Linked DNA regions of Macaca mulatta: all the other regions are linked to region 1. The links are chromatin contacts, called in public Hi-C maps. All regions are on one chromosome and are shown on one strand. Each heading gives the region's core, a stretch centred on a gene start, on an enhancer-like site or on the middle of the called end of the contact. The rest is flanking DNA. Distances are from core to core; before and after follow the strand shown. Region 1 holds the start of KLHL7 (kelch like family member 7). Region 2 holds the start of NUP42 (nucleoporin 42). Region 3 holds the start of HYCC1 (hyccin PI4KA lipid kinase complex subunit 1).

Evidence for each region. Hi-C and Micro-C count contacts between places; a contact is called where the count stands out from the background.
Region 2: a Hi-C map of fetal cortex germinal zone shows a contact between it and region 1, with 4 times the contacts expected there. The contact joins the promoter of NUP42 here to the promoter of KLHL7 in region 1. A contact is called at or near these places in 5 of 14 Hi-C or Micro-C datasets (CD4 T cells, blood, fetal cortex germinal zone and 2 more).
Region 3: a contact with region 1 is called in a Hi-C map of fetal cortical plate, with 2.4 times the contacts expected there. The contact joins the promoter of HYCC1 here to the promoter of KLHL7 in region 1. A contact is called at or near these places in 2 of 14 Hi-C or Micro-C datasets (fetal cortex germinal zone and fetal cortical plate).

Annotation. Positions count from the first base shown.
Region 1 is chr3:105,260,107-105,263,220 of T2T-MMU8v2.0, reverse strand. KLHL7 (kelch like family member 7) reads left to right here and starts at 1,681. Exons shown (of 11, transcript NM_001260642.1): 1 at 1,681-2,031. The coding sequence starts at 1,912.
Region 2 is chr3:105,184,768-105,187,890 of T2T-MMU8v2.0, reverse strand. NUP42 (nucleoporin 42) reads left to right here and starts at 1,806. Exons shown (of 7, transcript NM_001266179.1): 1 at 1,806-2,019. The coding sequence starts at 1,899.
Region 3 is chr3:105,347,803-105,351,016 of T2T-MMU8v2.0, reverse strand. It overlaps HYCC1 (hyccin PI4KA lipid kinase complex subunit 1), which reads right to left and starts at 1,264. Exons shown (of 11, transcript NM_001266156.1): 1 at 1,202-1,264.

The sequences.
Region 1 (3,114 bases), core at 432-2,931:
GTGGTCTCTTTGAGTTCTGAATCCTATGGCTCTTCCATGAACTTTGATGTTTTATATTCAGCAATATGTAAAAAGACTGTTCTAACACCAAGCACTAAGGATGCTGTTCCTTGTTTCTTTTTTGCTTTATTGCAGAACAGCATTCTTTTTCATCACCTACATTTCTGCCTTTGAATCACGGATCCTTCATCTCTCAAGGCCTTCGAGTTAGAAGACAGATTTCTACTTCTTTTCGATTAAAAAAAAGAAAAAAAAAGTTATTCTGTTTTTCTTCAGTGTCCTGGGTCATTTAATAAACTGAATGAAAAATTTTCTCATTTCTAATTTTATTAACAATAAATTATTCCTATTGCCAGAGTTCACCTTAAATCCCCAAATCAACTAGTTAAAATAGAGGCACATCTGAGAACCTCTAGATTAAAAGAAGAAAGATAAAGTGTACAGAGACATAAATATCTTACTCTTTTGTAAAAATTGAGGCATATATACAGTTTGCTCTTTCATCTGGATTATGTTATGTTGTTTGTCCCCAACAAGAAAAGTATACTGTGGGCCAAGACTGGCGGCTCATTCCTGTAATCCCAGCACTTTGGGAGGCCTAGGTGGGAGGATTGCGTAACGCCAGGAGCTCAAGACAAGCCTGGGCAACATAGTGTGACCTCTTCTCCACCACCACCAACACCACCACCAACAACAAAATTTTAAAATTAAAAATTAGCCCAGAGTTGTGTTGCACGCCTGTAATCCCAGCTACTTGGGAGGCTGAGATGGGAGGATTGCTTGAGCCCAGGAGTTCTGAGGCTTCAAGCCACTGCATTGCACCCCCAGCCTGGGTGACAGGGCAGAGACCCTGCCTCAAAAAAAAAAAAAAAAGCCTCAATAGTGTAAATTATTTTACATAAAATAGGTCTCTATACAGTCCTATATAGACTGAGGAGGAAAACCAATGAAATATAAAGTTTTCATAACATTAATGTACAATTTCAAATAATCCTGTATATTACTATACACTAGAAAGAATATGGTTACAAAAAGCATTTCCATGAGGGCTGTGATTGAGTTCCGTGTTACCGTAAAAACACTTAGAGAAGCCTAACTGAAGATTTCTAGAACTGACTGACAACTGATTTCAGTTGTGAACACATAGTAAGCCAGCCTAGTTAGGCAGACACTCACTGCACGCCAAGGAGACAGCACGTGACTGTGTGCTGTTGCTTTATGAATCCCATGAAAATAAATCTTGTACTCGGTGTAACAAGACTTTAACGTGCAGTAACATCCTTTCATCATTTAATATCTACTGAGCGCCTACCATACACCAGGCTCAGATACTGCACTGAACACCGACCCTGTTCCTATGAAGCCTTACACTGATGGGAGACACCTTTGCATGTTCCACCGCCCTATTATCAAAAAACAAAAAGATAATCACGTAACCGAAACCTGGAAATCTGCCTTGGGCACACAGAAGGGCAGGCGCGACCTCGGACCAGCTCCGAGGCAAAATTCACTCAGCGCGGGACAGCGACAAAGCACCCAGCCGCACCTTTGCCTGCAGTCACATTGCTCGGAGCGGCGCGCCACTGTGACGTTCGAGGCCCCGCCCCTGACTCCCCTCAAAGGGCCCCCGCCTCCTTGCGCGAAGTGCGCAGGCTCCTCGGCCGGACTCGGGTTCTGCCCGGGGACGCAGCCCAGCTGGCAGCGTCGCTCCCTGAGCGCTCCTGAGGGGGCCGCCCGGCCTTGTCTTTCGGCAGTGGCCGAGCCACCGCCGCCTGTCGCGCGTTCCAGAGCTGGGTGCTGCAGCCGCAGTTCCGATCGCCGTGTTTGGTCGATAGAATCCCCAGTGTGCCCAGAGAGTGCGACCCCTCGCCCGGCCCGGCGAGTCCCGGGCGTGAACCGAGCTGAGGGAGGATGGCAGCCTCCGGGGTGGAGAAGAACAGCAAGAAGAAGACAGAGAAGAAACTTGCTGCTCGGGAAGAAGCTAAATTGTTGGCGGGTTTCATGGGCGTCATGAATAACATGCGGAAACAGGTACCGCCTCTGTGGGAGTGACGGACGACGGTGGGAGGTGGTCCGGGGCTCGGGTCCCTGGCTCCCGGCGTCGAACCCCGCGCCCTGTGGATCGCGCCCCTCTTCCTCGGTCCTCGCCCCTTCTTCCATTTTCGCAGGCGAGTCCGCAGTTGGTAGAGGGGCGCGTAAAACAATTCTCGAGCAAAAGTGCTTCTCGCCTGCGGAGGATGTAGCTCCCAAGTCAGACTCCTGGGGGACTCCTCGGGCTGGCTTTCGCCGTCGGGTATCGGTTGTGTAACAGCTCTGCCCTAGTTATCTCTTTGTGAGGCGAGGATTCTTCCACCGGCGAGCCGTTTTAAAGTGTCGTGAGATCTTGTGTGAAGAAACCCATTGGCATAGCCCAAACCGAAGCCCCCAAAGGGAGGAGAGTTGCTGGCCTGAAATCAGCTGCTCTTAAATAAGGATCCCCGCCCCCTCCAGTGTTTCCCCGGTGGAGCTAGTTGAAAACGTCCTCCTGTACGTGTTAATTTAGAGCAGAAGCAGCCATCGATAAATACCATGCCATCTTCTAAGGGCACTGTGCGCCCCTGTTATTAAGAGGAGCTCTTTGTTCTGTCTTTGGTGTGTGGTGCATTCATGAAAGTCTGCAGCACATCGGCGAAAGGTGGGTTATGAAAAGAACGGATTTTAACGCTGGCGAAGGTGAACCAAAGAGGCTTTATTATTATTATTTTTAATTCCATAACATCTATACCGATAAGCATAGAAAGTCACTTTTTCCTTTCTGTAAGCTTTATTTATAGATAATACACATCTAAGGAGATTTGTGGGAATGTTTGGGTTTTGTTGACTGGGATCCTATTTCAAGAGGACAAAGCAGGATGTGAGTTGTGTGTAACTGCAAAACCTAGTTTGCTTTGTCTAGTGGTTCTGGGAATATGGGCAACAGTAGAGGAATTTAAGATTTTTATGAAGATATTAACTTCTGGTTTCTATAAGCAAACGCTGACTGCAGGGATCTTGTCTTTGTTCACCAGCTCCTGCTACAGTGCACTAGTGCAGTCTACGGGAATGCTTTCAAATCTTTCCTGGCCTTTGTGCTGA
Region 2 (3,123 bases), core at 557-3,056, 75 kb after region 1:
ATTATAACCCACTGAGTAACATTAGAAATCATGAGTCCATACTGATATGAATAAATAATGAGCTAAAAGTTGAATGAACAATCAGATTTTTAGATACTTTCAAAGTACCTCCCCACAAAATTCTTATTAATAACAAAAAGGAAAAGAATAACTTTATGGGAGAGCGGCTTGGCAGACACCACCTTAAGCAAGTGATCAATTGAGTATCACAAGTAACAGGACAAATTGAAACTGTGCACAACCTGCAATGTGAAAACCGCAGCATCACTTCTGTGATAATCCTGCCAAAGATGCATAATCTGAATCTAATCAAGAGAAAACATCAAACAGACCTGCACTAAGGAACTTCTACAGTATAACCAGCCTGTAGTCTTTAATGGTGTCAAGGTTATGAAAAGGAAAAACAAAAAAATCTTCCAAATTGAAGGAGACAAAAGAAATATGCCTAAGCAACAATGATTCTGAACTGAACCCTTTTCCTCTAAAGGACAATATTGGGACATTTGGCAAAACATAAATGGAGTCTAAGGATTAGAGAGTAGTAGTGCATCAGTATCAATGTCCTAATTTTGTTGATTGTGTTGTGGTTATATAGAATGCCCTGGTTTGTTTGTAGAAAATATACAGTAAGTATTTGGATGATGGGGCATTAGGTCTGCAACATAGTCTCAAATGGTTCAGGAAAAAAGTTCTTTGTACTGCTATTTGTAACTTTTCCATAAATTTGTTTCAAAATAAATGAATTGCCTTGATTAAAGAAAATAAAAAACTAGTTTGGACAAGTAGTTCCCGTCCTGTAGATTCTGTCTTCAAAATCCAAACAAATTACATGAGCAAGAATGATGGCTCACTCCCAGCCCAATAATCCTAAAACCACCAGCACAAACCTGTAAGCCAACAAAGTCAGATTTATTGACTTATTGCAATCAAGAAGACTGCACACCAGAGGAGCTGTGGGGTGTCTCACCGTACAAAATAAAAGGTAGTTATTGTATGTTTTGGCAGGGAGAGTGAAGTTTAGGTGAAATTTAAATGAAATCTCAAAACATAGCTGTGTGTAAAGGCATTAACATCAGGTCTGGACGAGAACTGAATGTAGGGCATGTTTCCTTGGAAACTGCAAAGTTAAGAAAATATATAATGTTTTCAGAAACCGTTTATATGAATGAAGCTCTACACCTAGATAGAAATTGAGGCTGCTTCTCTGCGTCAGAGAGACTTAGATCCTCCAGGCAAGGATGGGACGTTTCACTGGTTCTGATATAATTTCAAATAGCAACGTTTATGTGGACTTGAAAGAACAAGGTTTCTGAGTGTGTAGTAAGAATGTACTACTCACTCAAAGGGGTAATACTTTTCCGTTGCAGTATGTCCTAAAAGAAACATTGTTTCCTCTTAACGTCACGTCTGGCTTTATTTGACTCTGTTATCCATTCAGATGAAAGGCTGGGCATTTTGTTACTTTCTCAACCCAAGCTAAGTTTTACTGTCTTAGCAAGAACGACTCGGTCTCGCAAATCATAGCTAAGTCTCCTCTCAGGGCCTTGCTGAAGTTGTGCGTTTGCTTGCTCCGCTTTCCCCTCATTTTGGGCCTCAAGCCTTCCTGTAGTCCGAGGCCCTGCACCGGGGTCAAACGCGCCTCCGGTCTTCACGTAACCGTTCAAGCATCCCGCCTTCCCAGGACACACTCAAGCGTCAGAGCGGTCCGCTCTTCTCAAATCTTATTGGCTCAAGTCCACGCGTCTCATGGCACTGGGGGGGTGAGACAGGTTCCCCCGGCGCGAGAAGATGACGTCACAGTAGCCCGGCCGGGCGCGGAAGTTGCCTGGGGCTCTCTGCCCAGTAACTGGCATCCACCGGTGCCGACCGAAGACCCCTCCGTCGGCAGCGCAGTTGCAATGGCCATTTGTCAATTCTTCCTTCAAGGCCGGTGCCGCTTTGGAGATCGGTGCTGGAACGAACATCCTGGTGCCAGGGGTGCAGGAGGAGGACGGCAGCAACCGCAGCAGCAGTCTTCAGGTGAATGTCCTCTGCATCCTCCGCGGTAACCGAGCCGTGAAGGGCCGGCTGGCGGGGACCGGACGTCCCACTTGTGTCCCAGTGCTGGTGACCCCAACGTGCCCGCATCGCTGCCTTGCCGGCCCCAATGGGCCCTGCACAACGTTTTTAAACCGAGGGTTTTATCTACATATTATTCATGGGGTCCGTTTCTATTGAGCTTCAGAGGACCTGGGTTTGGGCCTGGATGCTTTTGCGAAACTGAGTTTTTAAATCGGAATTAAGTATCGAAACTATCTTGTAGGTAAATGCCGTAATTGAATATAATTATTACTAAGTTGTTTTTTCGAGGGTGAGGCTAGCAGCTTGGGTCAGAATCAGGACTTCATTTGGGATAAGTCGTGGACTTCTTTGAAAATCTAATAAAACCGGCCAGGTGCGGTGGCTTACGCCTGTAATCCCAGCACTTTGGCAGGCCGAGGCGGGCGGATCACGAGGTCAGGAGTTCGAGACCAGCCTGACCAACATGGTGAAACCCCCGTCTCTACTAAAAATACCAAAAAAAAAATTAGCCGGGCGTGGTGGCGCGCGCCTGTAATCCCACCTACTCAGGAGGCTGAGGCAGGAGAATCGCTTGAACCCGGGAGGTGAAGGTGGCTGTGAGCCAAGATCGCGCCACCCAACTCCAGTCTGGGCGACAGAGCGAGATTCTGTCTCAAAAAAAAAAAAAGAAAAGAAAAGAAAATCTAATAAAACCTATAGAGCCATACCGCAGAAAAAATGCACCTGCTCATAAATTTGGGGTGAAATTGGGAAGGTGGGAAGTCCAGTAACTCTCCGGGAGATGAGGAAAGGGGATGTGGGGGCCTCGTTAATCTAATCCCTGGGCCTAGATCATTGTCAAAGCTTTTTATCTTAAAGGAAAGGAGAGATTAGACGTGAAACCTTAGAACAACACAAGATTTTAAAGATCGGGTTAATAATTAGGTGCTGCCTCCCTTCCTTCCCCTCCTTTAGGGCTCTTCATGTGATGTGATGTGGTGTGGTGTGATGTGATATTTTGAGACAGCCTCTTGCTCTCTCAGGCAGCTCACTGCGACCTCCACCTCCCAGGCTCAAGCGATT
Region 3 (3,214 bases), core at 15-2,514, 88 kb before region 1:
GGTGCCTGTGGATGTTAGCAGAAGAATGTCCTCATGGAAAACAAGCCTCCCAGTCTTTCTGACTGTATGCCAATAAGATATGAAAGCTGAAAACCTCAAACTGTCAAGTGTTACATGAACCAAAGAGGTGGCCCACCTGCTCCAAAAAACTACTGTGTGACCCAAGGATAAATAATTTGCAAAAGGTCAGCTTGGCCCTACTGCCTGTAGCGCAGTCTCTGAGATAAGGAGTAGCTGCCGGTGGAACGAATTCCCCCTACCTGAAGAGCGCCGTGGCTGTCAGGCTTGTGATAGTGTATTTCTCAGAGAGCAGATTCTGTGCAGTACTAAACCACTTAGGCAAAATTAAAATCTTTCAGGAAGGTCTAAACTCACAAAGCACACATGTGCAAGCTGACGGGCGGACACCAAATTTCGCTCTGAAGCATACAAACTTGGGGGTGTTTTAATGCAACCATTTGGAGCCAAACCCCCGAGGATTCCCGAGTATGTTAAAATGAGCCTCGGGAGAGGAATAACTCATAGAAAGAAAGGGCAAGGGCTCAAGAAGAGATCTTCAGCGTAATAACCCATGAAGGAAGCGTGGCTGCTGTCTGAACCTCTCCGCCCTGCAGGGGACCCAAGAACGACTCAGGCCAACACTATCCTCCCAAGGGGCGGGGGCGGGGGGTCGATAGTGACCATTGTGGCCACCAGACCGGACGGACAGCGGCGGCCTCGCGGGAGCGGAGAGCGCGGATGGGAGAGGAGGCAGAGGCCGGAGCATCCGCCGCGGCAGGGAGGGGACCGGGGGCTCCCGCCCCAGGCCCATCCCGCAGAGGAGCGGCCGGTGGGGCCGAGGCGGCGGCACCCGGGTCACGGCAGAAGGCTGGACTGCTCCTCGCCGGGAAGGAGAGACCCGAATCGCGCGCACAAAGCTGCCGCCCTCCAGGCAGCGGGCGGGCTGCGCCCAACTTCGGGGCGAACATTCGCCGGCCGCAGCCCACCCGCCAGCCAGAAGCCCCCAGCGCCTGGCGCCGCCTCGCGCCCACCCGTGGCGCCTCGCGCGGGAGCCGTTACCCCCAGTAGAGCCGCGGCCCGGGGGACAAAGTCTCGGTCCTGTCCTTGCCGCCGCCTCGCCCCGGCTCCTCCCTGACAAAAAAAAAGTTATCTGTCGCCAGACGCCCTGGGGGCCCGGCGTGGGTCTCTCGGCTGGACTCACCAGAGCGGCTGCCGGAGCTCCACCTGCAGGACCTCGATTCGTGAGGCTCGCAGCCACAGCGACGGCAGCTGCTCTGCTTCCTCCCGAGTAGCAGCACCACCTGCTCCCCTTCTTCCTAGCAGAACGGGTCCCGGCGAGCCATCTTCCCCCTCCTCTCACTGACTGACAACCCAGCCCGGAGAGCCGCCACTGCCGCCAGCCTCTCTGACAGGCACGACCAGGGACCCGTCCTCAAGCAGCCAACCACCACCGCCCCACGCCGATTCAGCCTATCGCAGTCCTCCGGGGCGGGATCAGAACAACTTCTCCACCAATGAGAATCTTCTTCTGCTGGGCCTGGGGCGGAGCTCTGAGGAGACTTGAGTGGGCGTGGTCTGAGCAATGGGCGTGATCCGGGGCCCGGGGGAAGATGATTGACTGTAAGGTTTGCGGTGGCCGCTAGGCGATGACAATCAGTGAAGGTCTCTTAGATTCTGAGCCGTTAGGGCTTATGGCCTTCTCAGAAAAAATAAGCTTTACCGGGTGATGTGAAGTGTATCAATTTGTTTCTCTTTTGTAAGAAAAGAGAAACAAATTGATAGTTTACTAGTAAGTAGGATTTACTTCCCTGTAATTGAATTCACAAGAATTTATGAAAATCTTACCAAATCCCGGGAGGAAAAAAAAATTACGTTTTTGCAAAATGGAAATAAAAACTTCCCCCTCACTACATCATTGCTTTTGGGCTTAGCCTGGAAAAAGTCAAATACGATACCCCGGTTTTCTTTCCATGGAGGTTGTTTTTATTTTTTCCATCATTACTCCCTACTTTTTCTCTGAACATATACTAAATATTTTGTATAATAACTGGAACCTGAGAACACCTGAACCTGCTCCTGCAGACAGTCCTGCTGTTTTTGACCTTGGAAACCCCTCCTACCACATCCTTCTCAAGTCTGGTCAAGATTAATTAGAAGAAAAACTGACCTCCACCCTAGAAAACAGGAAGTCATTCTAGCTTTACACTAGAAATGGGCAGGATTTCTCCAGAAACACTAAGTGAACTTTTCAAACATGCTGAACTTATAAATAACAAGCACATAAAGAAGAAGATATGTTACTTGATTATCAAAAGGGTATCAAGCAAACAATTTCAGGTAATTATTAGGGCAGATTGCTAAAACAGATAGGATCCTCCCTCCAAAAGGAGGATCAGATTAATAAGTAAATAATAACAAACTACTGTGATAAGGACAATAGAGATTGGTTCAATGAGCAATGGAAACAGAGGACAAGAAATGACTGTTTAGGAAAGTCAGCGAACTCCACAAGGAAGGTGATGTTTGAGTTGGATCTTAAAAGGTAAATAGGACTTTGCCAGAGAAGAAAGTCAAAGGGTATTTCAGAAAGAGAGAACACCATGTTCAAAGGCATGGAGCTATGAAAGGGCACAGAGCCGTTGTGGAACATTGAGAAAGTAGATGGGGTTAAACAATGAGGAACAGCCAAAAATTGGGCTGGAGCAAAAGGTTGAGGTGAGATTGTAAAAGACCTCACAAGCTACACTAAGATATTCAGACAAGAACTGTCAAGCAGAGCCTTCTGCAATGGTGAAAATCTTCTATATTTGTGTTGTCCAAAACAGTAGCCATTAGCCACATGTGGCTATCAAATACTTGAAACATGGTGTGACTGAAGAGCTCAATTTATTTATTTATTTATTTTTGAGACAAGATCTCACGCTGTCACCTAAACTGGGGTACAGTGCTCAAGTGATCCTCCCACCTTAGCCTCCCAAAGTGCTGGGATTACAGGCATGAACTACCATGGACGGCTGGAACTCAATTTTTATTTATTTTATTTATTTTTTATTTTTGGCAGAGTCTCCCTATGTCACCCAGGCTAGAGTGCAGTGGTGGGATCTCAGCTCACTGCAACTTCCACCTCCCAGGTTCAAGCAATTCTCCTGCCTCAGCCTCCCAACTAGGTGGAGTTACATGCACCCACCACCACGTCCAGCTAATTTTTGTATTT